Regions from separate parts of the Lactuca sativa genome. Here region 1 is linked to region 2. A link is a contact called in public Hi-C data. All regions are on one chromosome and are shown on one strand. The core of a region is the stretch at or near the end of the contact, and the rest is flanking DNA. Distances in the headings are between cores, read along the strand shown. Region 1 holds the start of LOC111908045. Region 2 holds the start of LOC111898371 (putative ABC transporter C family member 15).

What was found. Hi-C and Micro-C count contacts between places; a contact is called where the count stands out from the background.
Region 1: a Hi-C map of bud shows a contact between it and region 2, with 6 times the contacts expected there. The contact joins the promoter of LOC111908045 here to the promoter of LOC111898371 in region 2. A contact is called at or near these places in 2 of 4 Hi-C or Micro-C datasets (bud and leaf).

The regions. Positions count from the first base shown.
Region 1 is chr5:72,910,441-72,914,655 of Lsat_Salinas_v11, reverse strand. LOC111908045 reads right to left here and starts at 1,517. Exons shown (of 4, transcript XM_052764179.1): 1 at 1,228-1,517; 2 at 758-922. It overlaps LOC111908053 (small nucleolar RNA snoR26), which reads right to left and starts at 277; the gene lies at 188-277.
Region 2 is chr5:72,256,297-72,260,913 of Lsat_Salinas_v11, reverse strand. It overlaps LOC111898371 (putative ABC transporter C family member 15), which reads left to right and starts at 3,274. Exons shown (of 12, transcript XM_023894291.3): 1 at 3,274-3,471; 2 at 3,837-3,954. The coding sequence starts at 3,924.

The sequences.
Region 1 (4,215 bases), core at 268-2,767, 660 kb before region 2:
AACATCACCATTATACGGGGACTATGAACCCTAATGGAAAAACAACGCATTTACAGGCCGTAATGGGCCAGAATGGGCCGCATGTCTTCTTCTAAATTCTAAACTCTAAAGTCAAACAAAAACATTACAGTTTTAATAAACAAGTAAAGAAATTGATATATATTTGGCAACGTAAATGTAGAAGAAAAAGCATCTCAGAAATACTTTCCCCGTTGTTTTCTTCAGTATGAATCAAAGTGCAAGGATGACGAAGTCTGATTATCATCATCGATGCTAATTCAAATCCCACATAAACATCTAAAAACTAAATCGTTCAGATATAAAAGCAATTTTATACTGGTGTAATGGGAAGAAATGTGAAGCATATGCTACAATAAACAAATTAAGAAAAGTATGATGTTAGTCTGGCATTAAACCCAAAACAAAAAGACCTCAAAATCCAAAATAAACGACTGAAGGAATTGAATTCTGTCCCGTGTTTTGTTGGCAGGAAATGGGAAGGAATTCAATTCCATTCCTTATAATACTTCTGTTAGCTTTGTGAATTGGTTAAAGGCCATATCTTGCCGATTAAAAGGTGCCTAAAGCTGCATACCAACTACTAAAAAACAAAAAGAAAGAAATCAAGATAGTATAGAATTTTATCTGAGATATGGTCATAAGAAAACACAAAACATAAATTCATCTACTATAATATCACAAATACAGTTTCCACTTAGTAAAAAAAACATAAGAAAATCAAGTAAAAACAATGTACCTGAGAACGATCATTGAGCATCTGTTATAATGCTTGTCAGCCCTCAACTCCTGAACTGCACTTGGATTTTGCAAAAATGTGACAATTGGAGCCGCTGCCACCTCCAGAGACTTCAATCTTGCCACTACCTCTACTCTCCAGTAAGAACTCACAGCCTCGGAACAACTACATATATACATATAGATCTATAAATACGCATTATAAATTTTCACAGGATATTTTCTAAACACACATTAAACTTTATGAGTAGTGCTGAAAACCTCATAAAATTGGTGCAGATTTAAAGCAATATCTGTATCCATTTTATCGTTCGAAGCTACTACATTTAGCATCTGAATATCAAACTGTAACACTTCTCTTTATCTCGAACGAGGGTTTTAGAAACACGGGTATTCAGTATTCACACATGGATAATTGAAAAAACGGAAAAAATAGTAACAAAAATCATATGTAAATAGAGAGTTTACTACCTTGAGGAACATCTTCGGTATGGTAAAGGGACTTGGTGGATATCCATGGCGTAATCAACTGTTGTTCAAAAGCTCGATCTCAGATTTAAGGATTTGACCTTTTGGGTAAAGCTCGCGTTCTTGAGTGAATTCCAACAGCGGAAACACCAGATGCCTGTCGAGCTTCGGAGCAATTCGAGGTGTCAGATCGTATTTCGCCGTCGCCATGATTTGATTTGATGTTTTTTTAGGTTTCCCTTCGATTAAATATATATATGGAGGTAGATGGTGGCTACGATGCTGTTGTTAGGGTTTTGTGGCTCTCCTCGCCTTTCTTTTCGTTATTCGCTCTTTCTTCTGTCGTATGCGACTTTCGGCCCTCGATCTTTAATCAATGTTACAACTCATTCCTATCTTTTGATTTTGTTATTTTCTTTATAGAGTTTTAACTTTTTTTTTATAATGAAAGTTCTAAAATTCTATTAAAGTTCTAATAATATTAGTTAAGTTTTTAATTATAATTTTGTCACCATTTAGCAATTAGGTAAAACTATATCATGTTCACCAGGTAACCATCCTACGTGGATGCCACGTGGAAGTTTCTTTTAAAAATCCTATAAAATTAATTTTATCTTTAAGGGACCAAGATCAAGAAAATCAACATCTTTAAGGGATCATTTTTTAAAATAAAGATTGAAGGGGAAGCATCCATTTGGAGGCTTGGTGACACAAGAGAGTTTCAAAACATTATCACCAGTCATATACAGAGCAAACCATAAGACATCATTGTTGATAACATGGTAGCACATGATCTTTATGATTGAACAGCTCGTGTTGTGGGTCCCTCCGATGATACCTAAGGTACCCGAGAACAAGATCCACATTCATTGAAGGACCAACCACAGTAAGAACATTGTAATCATTACACATAGGGAAATATAATACATTAATACTACTCAAATTCCAATTTCTACGTAACTTAATTTGTTTATTTTGGATTTTGATGTCTTTTTGTTTAGGGTTTAATGTCGGACTAACGTCAACTTCTCATTAAAAACAGATTCAACTTACAAGATAAACCTCACTACACGGATCCTATACTACACTCTTCGCTCAATATTGTTCTATCATAACAAATATCAACAACATGAAACCCTAACTAAGAGTTCTAGGAGATAAAAAAAACAAAAAAAACAAAAAAAAAATAGCATCATATAGATAATCTCGAGAGTATATTGTAAGCTAAAAATGAAAACCTAATTCTTTCCATTTATATATAGCATACAAGAATACAATATGTCTCACTATACATGTATGAATACAATTGTATCATTTAAGAGGATATAGTTGTCATACTATAAGTTCCAAAACCTTTAGTGCGTCCAGTTAAAGCTCCACACGTAGAAGCATCCAAGCTCTCACATACAATCATTTTAAAGTTGCATCTCTACTTTGATAACAATACCTAACAGCCCCTCAACCTTTAGTGCCAAGTTCCAAAAATTCCCCAACAAACCTGCACTAACTAGATTAAGTCAGTAGTGTCCATACTTGTTAGGTGATTAAGATTGTAAGGAAATAGACATTATTTCGAACAAGTATGCCCAAGGGTAGGGGTGAGCAAACCCAAACCAAGTAACCGAGAAACTGACTAAAACCGACGAAACCAAAACCGAGAAAACCGAAACCGGAGCAAAACCGACGGTTAGGGTTTGAAATTTTAAAAAATCGAAAAATCGGGTTCGGTTTCGATTTTTACCTAGAAACCGACCCATCCAACCCGAGAAACCGACCCATACTTAAAACCGACAAACCGCCCCAAGAAATCGACCCATACTTGATTGTTTTTTTTTGTTGTAATAGACTATTTTGGGCTTTGGTTGTAACTTGTAATAGACTCTTTGTTGTAAAACTCATGTTTTTTGAAGTATTTAACTTAAAATTGGTGTTTTTTGAAGTATTTAACATGTTGCTTCATTTATAAAAAATGGGTTAAAACCCAAAGCCGATGGGTTTAAACCCAGGACCCGTGAATGTATGGGTTGAACCCAAGAAACCGAAAAACCACCCAAACCGACCTCAGAATCCGAGAAACCAAACCGACCAGAAACCGATCCTTTTGGGTTCTGAAAATAAGAAACCGACCACTTATAATTTGGGTTGGGGTTGGGTCCAAAACCGACCCAAACTAACCCATGCACAGCCCTACCCAAGGGTATGACACATTTGTTTTATGTTACCCTTGACATTTTGGAATTGTAAAATCTCTATTGTCAACTATGGCTGCCATCATCATATCCTATCTTAATTTTCTAATGTAAAAATGAATATTGTCCATAACTCCAGAAATATTAATTAAAAATTTCATATTAGATAAGAAGCAATCTTGTGGATTGGAAAGAGAGTCGTATTTATGAAGAAGATCACCCTTTTGTTTTAGGCCGCCTTTGATATTTTGGAACCGAAGAATCTCCTTAGTCAATTCTATCTTAATTTTATAATTTAAAAGAGTATATTGCCTATAGTCAACTCTAAAAATAATAAGATTATTACTATTACTATCAATAATAAACTAAAGATTAGAAGAGTTAGAATTCCATGCTCCTTTCAAATTTCATGGAACCATATTATCGCTCATGCATCTTCCTGTTTATTAGTTTTTCATTTTTCATATGATTAATTGACACTGCAAGAGCTTTATGTACTTATTTCTTCGTATGTTCTTCATATTTAATTGTGTTTCCTTGCTGGCCTATTGCAGTTTCTCATATTCAACATGTTCTAAGCGAGTAGATTCATTGCTCGGTATCCAAACAACTAGGATTATGTCCAAGGGTATGCATGATTGTTAATTATGTAATTAAAATATCATAAAATGAGAATACGGTTGTGAAGGGGATGACATATCTATTTATGCTACCTTTGACATTTTGGAAGTCTAAAATCTCCATATTCAACTATGTATATAGTCTCTCATGATCATATCTTAATTTTATAATGTAAAAAAGA
Region 2 (4,617 bases), core at 2,025-4,524:
TTTACCTAATCAATTGTAGATTTATCAACATAAAATGTTGGACCGACATCAGCAAAAACCTTAACTTTATACCTAACATTGTCCCCTTCTACAAGCTCATTGTAAGAAGGAACATGATTCAATGTCATAAGTAATAAACTACAAATTTGGTTACTTCCAACACTGGAAGACCCATTGTCGCGTTCCATAACATTATTAACAACAAATAATTATACTGTGTTAGAAGGCATACTACTAACAAGAAAATATGTAACATCACTATCGTCAAGAAAACTGCATAACTATGTTTGATCTAGGACATTGAAAAGATAGACATATTTTATTAGTATATAACTTGGACTTCGAAGCAACAAATGTAATTAATCGAGAAAATTTGATAACATTTTTTAATCTATACCAAAACATGTGTAGTCTAAAGCAATATACTACATATATCCTTCAATTCGCATCCATTGTGATCCACTAGAAACATGTCTTCGAATAGTGGCTTATACAAATTCATTTTTAGTTTCCCAAAGCTGAATTTGGTTTAGGCATCAAAAATGACAATAGAAATGTCTTAATATAAGTGTTGTAGAAATCGGCCTTGACGGCCGATTAATCGGCGATTAATCGTTTGGCGGCCTTAAACTGATTACGATTAGTGTGCTTGGCGGAAATTGGTCAAAATCGATCAAAGTCGGCCTTAGCGGTCCTTGGCGGTCTCGACGGTCATAGACGGGAAATTTTTAAAATTTTCAAAAAACTTTAATTTTCAAATATTACACCAAAATTTTAAATTTTCAAATTTTTATGCTTTCAAATTTTAAAATATTAAACTAAATTTTTCAAAATTTTAAAATTTTAAAACTTTAAATTTTCAAATACTTAGTTTTTTAGGGAATATTAATTTTTTAAATAATTTTATTAATAATTAAGGATCTCCGATTAATCCCCGCCTAGTCCGATTAATCGTTTATCGTCAGTCGACCGTCGAGCGATTTTTACAACCTTGCTTAATATTATGACTCTGAAATGTTTGTACATTATGAAGAAGAGATTCAGAATGCACTTTTCCAATCTAAAATGTACAGCTGTCAAATTCTTAACAAATCTTTGTCCAACCACCACCAATTCCGGAACAGGCTTAATTACTCCGGAATACAGTATCTCGAATTATGTGATCATTTTTCAAAAACTTTAACAAAAAAAAGATTATCTTCTATAAATAACTCATTTATAAAGGTTAGTTTACTCAATTTTCAAAACTTATTTTATATGAATTAAATAAACTTTTATATCTTTTAAGATTTAACAAACATAACTCATACAAAAATGATGATATTTATAAATTTCAAAGTAAAACATGTTTAAACTATTTAATTTACCTTCTTGTTTATACATTAGAACATAACTTTAATAATCTCAAAAACATCATAAAGTAATTAGAAAAACAAAACAGTATTTGTTCTCATGTGATTGTCATCTCAATTTTCTCTTTTTCGGCCGATACTGGTTCATTACACTAAATGAGATTTACCACACGAAATCTTTTTTTCGCATATATTAGAAAAACTATTTCCATGATTCAAACCTTCACACCAACGTAATTTGTCAATCGGGAAAAAGGGAATTAAAACCATGAGGTTTACTTTACTATATATAGGTATGCCGTTAAATATTATCGAAGTTAAATGCTTTTTAGGATATCATAAATAATTAAGAGACGTATCAAGTTAGCACATATTCTTGAAAAGTTCAACAATTACCATTTGAGCCAAAGTACACTGACAACACTATCGACTTTTGAGAGAAATAATGAGATAAAAAAGTGTTAGAAATTGTTTAACATTTATATGAAAAAGTAGAAAAAAAATGTAATAGTTAAATCTTAAATGTTAGAAAAGTAGTTTGATTCAAAAACAATAACTTTTATATAAATAACAAATTTATATTTTAGATGGTTTTATAATTATAATTTTTTTTTAAACAATAAAACTAAAATATTCTTAAACTATTCCTTAAGTTCATCTATGTCCAGACTCGCATAAAAACAAAAAGGTGTTTAGAAATCAATTCATTGTAAGAAATAGAATATAAATTTTGTCTATTTATTTATTATAGCATCTTGTTAGGCAAACTTTTTATTTGATAAAAATAACCGGTAATTATAAAATGTGGAAAAAACAATGATTATTAGAATTAAAAAAAAATGGAAAACAATGATTGTTGGTTTTTTAATTCTTTCAAATTTCTTTGTAGTTTAGAAAATGGAAAATTTTCATTTTCCATGAAAAATTTAGAAAAATAGACGAACTAAACGCGTTTCAAAATTCTTATTTTTCTTGGAAAATTTTTCTGAAAAACAACCAATTTTCCACGACTAACAAAACCTTAGGGTGCGTTTGGTTGTGGAAAATTGTTTTCATTTTCTAAAAAAATGTTTTCAGAAAATAGAGTTGAATTTTCATTTTCAATTTTCAATGAAAATTTTAGAAAACGCATTTGGTTGAAACTTGAGGAGTTTTCATTTTCCATCTTAAAATTTTGGAAAACTTCGGAAAACTGTAAAAATCATTTTTCTAACTTACATACAATTTAGAAAAACTGAAAATCTTCATTTTCTTAGAAAACTTTGGAAAACTAAACGAACCAAACGCGTTTTCAAAATTTCCGTATTTTTTGAAAAAAATTTCCTAAAAAACTAAAAAAAATTTCAAAACCAAACTTACCCTTAGTGTGCGTTTGGTTGTAGAAAACTGTTTTCATTTTCTAAAAAAATGTTTTCAGAAAATAGATTTGAGTTTTCATTTTCAATTTTCAATGAAAATTTTAGAAAACGCGTTTGGTTGAAACCGGTGGAGTTTTCATTTTCCATCTTGAAAATTTTGGAAAACTATTAAAATCACTTTTCTAATTTAGATACAATTTGAAAAACTGAAAATTTTCATTTTCTTGGAAAATTTTAGAAAACCGAATGAACCAAACGCATTTTCAAAATTTCCGTTTTTTCTGGAAAATTTTCCTAAACAACTGAAAAAATTTTCACAACCAAACGCACCCTTAGTTTTTTGACAAACTATTTTTCCTCTCTCTTTCTACATGACACTCTCTCCATTGTCGTCTCTGACTTCATCCTATCAAACAACAATAATACAAAACCCAAAAAATTATATATATATATATATATATATATATATATATATATATATATATATATATATATATATATATATATATATATATATATATATATATATTCTGAAAATATTCCATTCACCCTGTTTTTAAATCATGAGAACATAGCCTTAATGGTAGATGACTATCTCCGTACGTACTTTCTTATATATATAACATCAATCACGAAAGTGTTGTATAGCTTAGAACCTCTCTCCAACTCAATATCACAAGAAGTAGACCATTCATTCATTCCGGTCAAGAACAGTCGGATGCTTTCTGAAGACATGTTCATCTCCACCAACATATTATCAGGTTGGTATTGTTAATTAGAATCCTACTCATTAATACAGACAAACGTAACAGTGTTGGTGTAAAATAACTCAAAACTATGCTCATATTCAAGATGAACTTATGGGGTTTTTGTAAACTATACGTAACTTTAAGTGTCTTTTTTATTCAGAAAAGTGCAGTGTTGATGTTCATTTTCTTGATATTAACCTCCAACGTACATCTTTGGTCCTTTCTTTGTAATTTCCTTTGGGAAGACATATATAGGAGGAAAAAGGAGATTTGAAGTCCGTGACACATGAATTATTATCATCCACACAATGAAATAAGATACCATCAAACTGATTGATTGATTGATTTTTTTTGTTTTATATATAAATGTGATATAGTTGACAAGCTCTCTTCAAATTGATACATGAAATATTCGTCTGTACAAGTGAAGAACTGTTCAAGTGTGGAGGTAAACCGTGGTTTGAATGCTTTCTAAAGCTATGGAGGTCATAAAAGGTTAGTTCTATATCTTAACAGCTCCATGATAATTTTAAGAGTATCGATGAACATCTTTAATTTGGGCTCTTAAAAGTCTTGAATTCGACTTAGCAATGACTGGTTTTTCAAGGATAAATAACATAGTTCTTGATATATACTATGTTTTTTTTGTGGAAACCTATGCATTTCAATTTGGAATATCAGAAGAACATTGATAAGTCAAGTTAATTAGATGCTACAATTTTTTTATATATATTTTTGGAATGTCTTTTAATATTTAAAAAAGTGGATGTGATTGTGCTCGGTGATTAGAAAGGAAAGTCGACTGCGGTTTTCCTTATGAGTAGAAGATAGAGGTGGCAAAAAGGATAGTGGAGAGGTGTTGGGTACTGACTCAATCGGGTGCTAAGCCTTTTTGTCGAAGATTTTTTTTTGTCTATTTTTAATATTATTTTTTTAGAAAGAGAGTCTATTTTAATATTATATATAATTAAAATGTTAAATGTAACTTAGTGTTTTAATTCGCTTTAGATGGCATTTCACTTGTTTTCTTTTTGCCTCATTTATTTATATTTTTTAGACCGCTTAGAATAAATATAACCCAAATCGACCATTTTCACAAGTAATGAGTAAAAATTGACTCGAATAAATGGTCATTGGTGTTTCACATTTGGAGTCTAC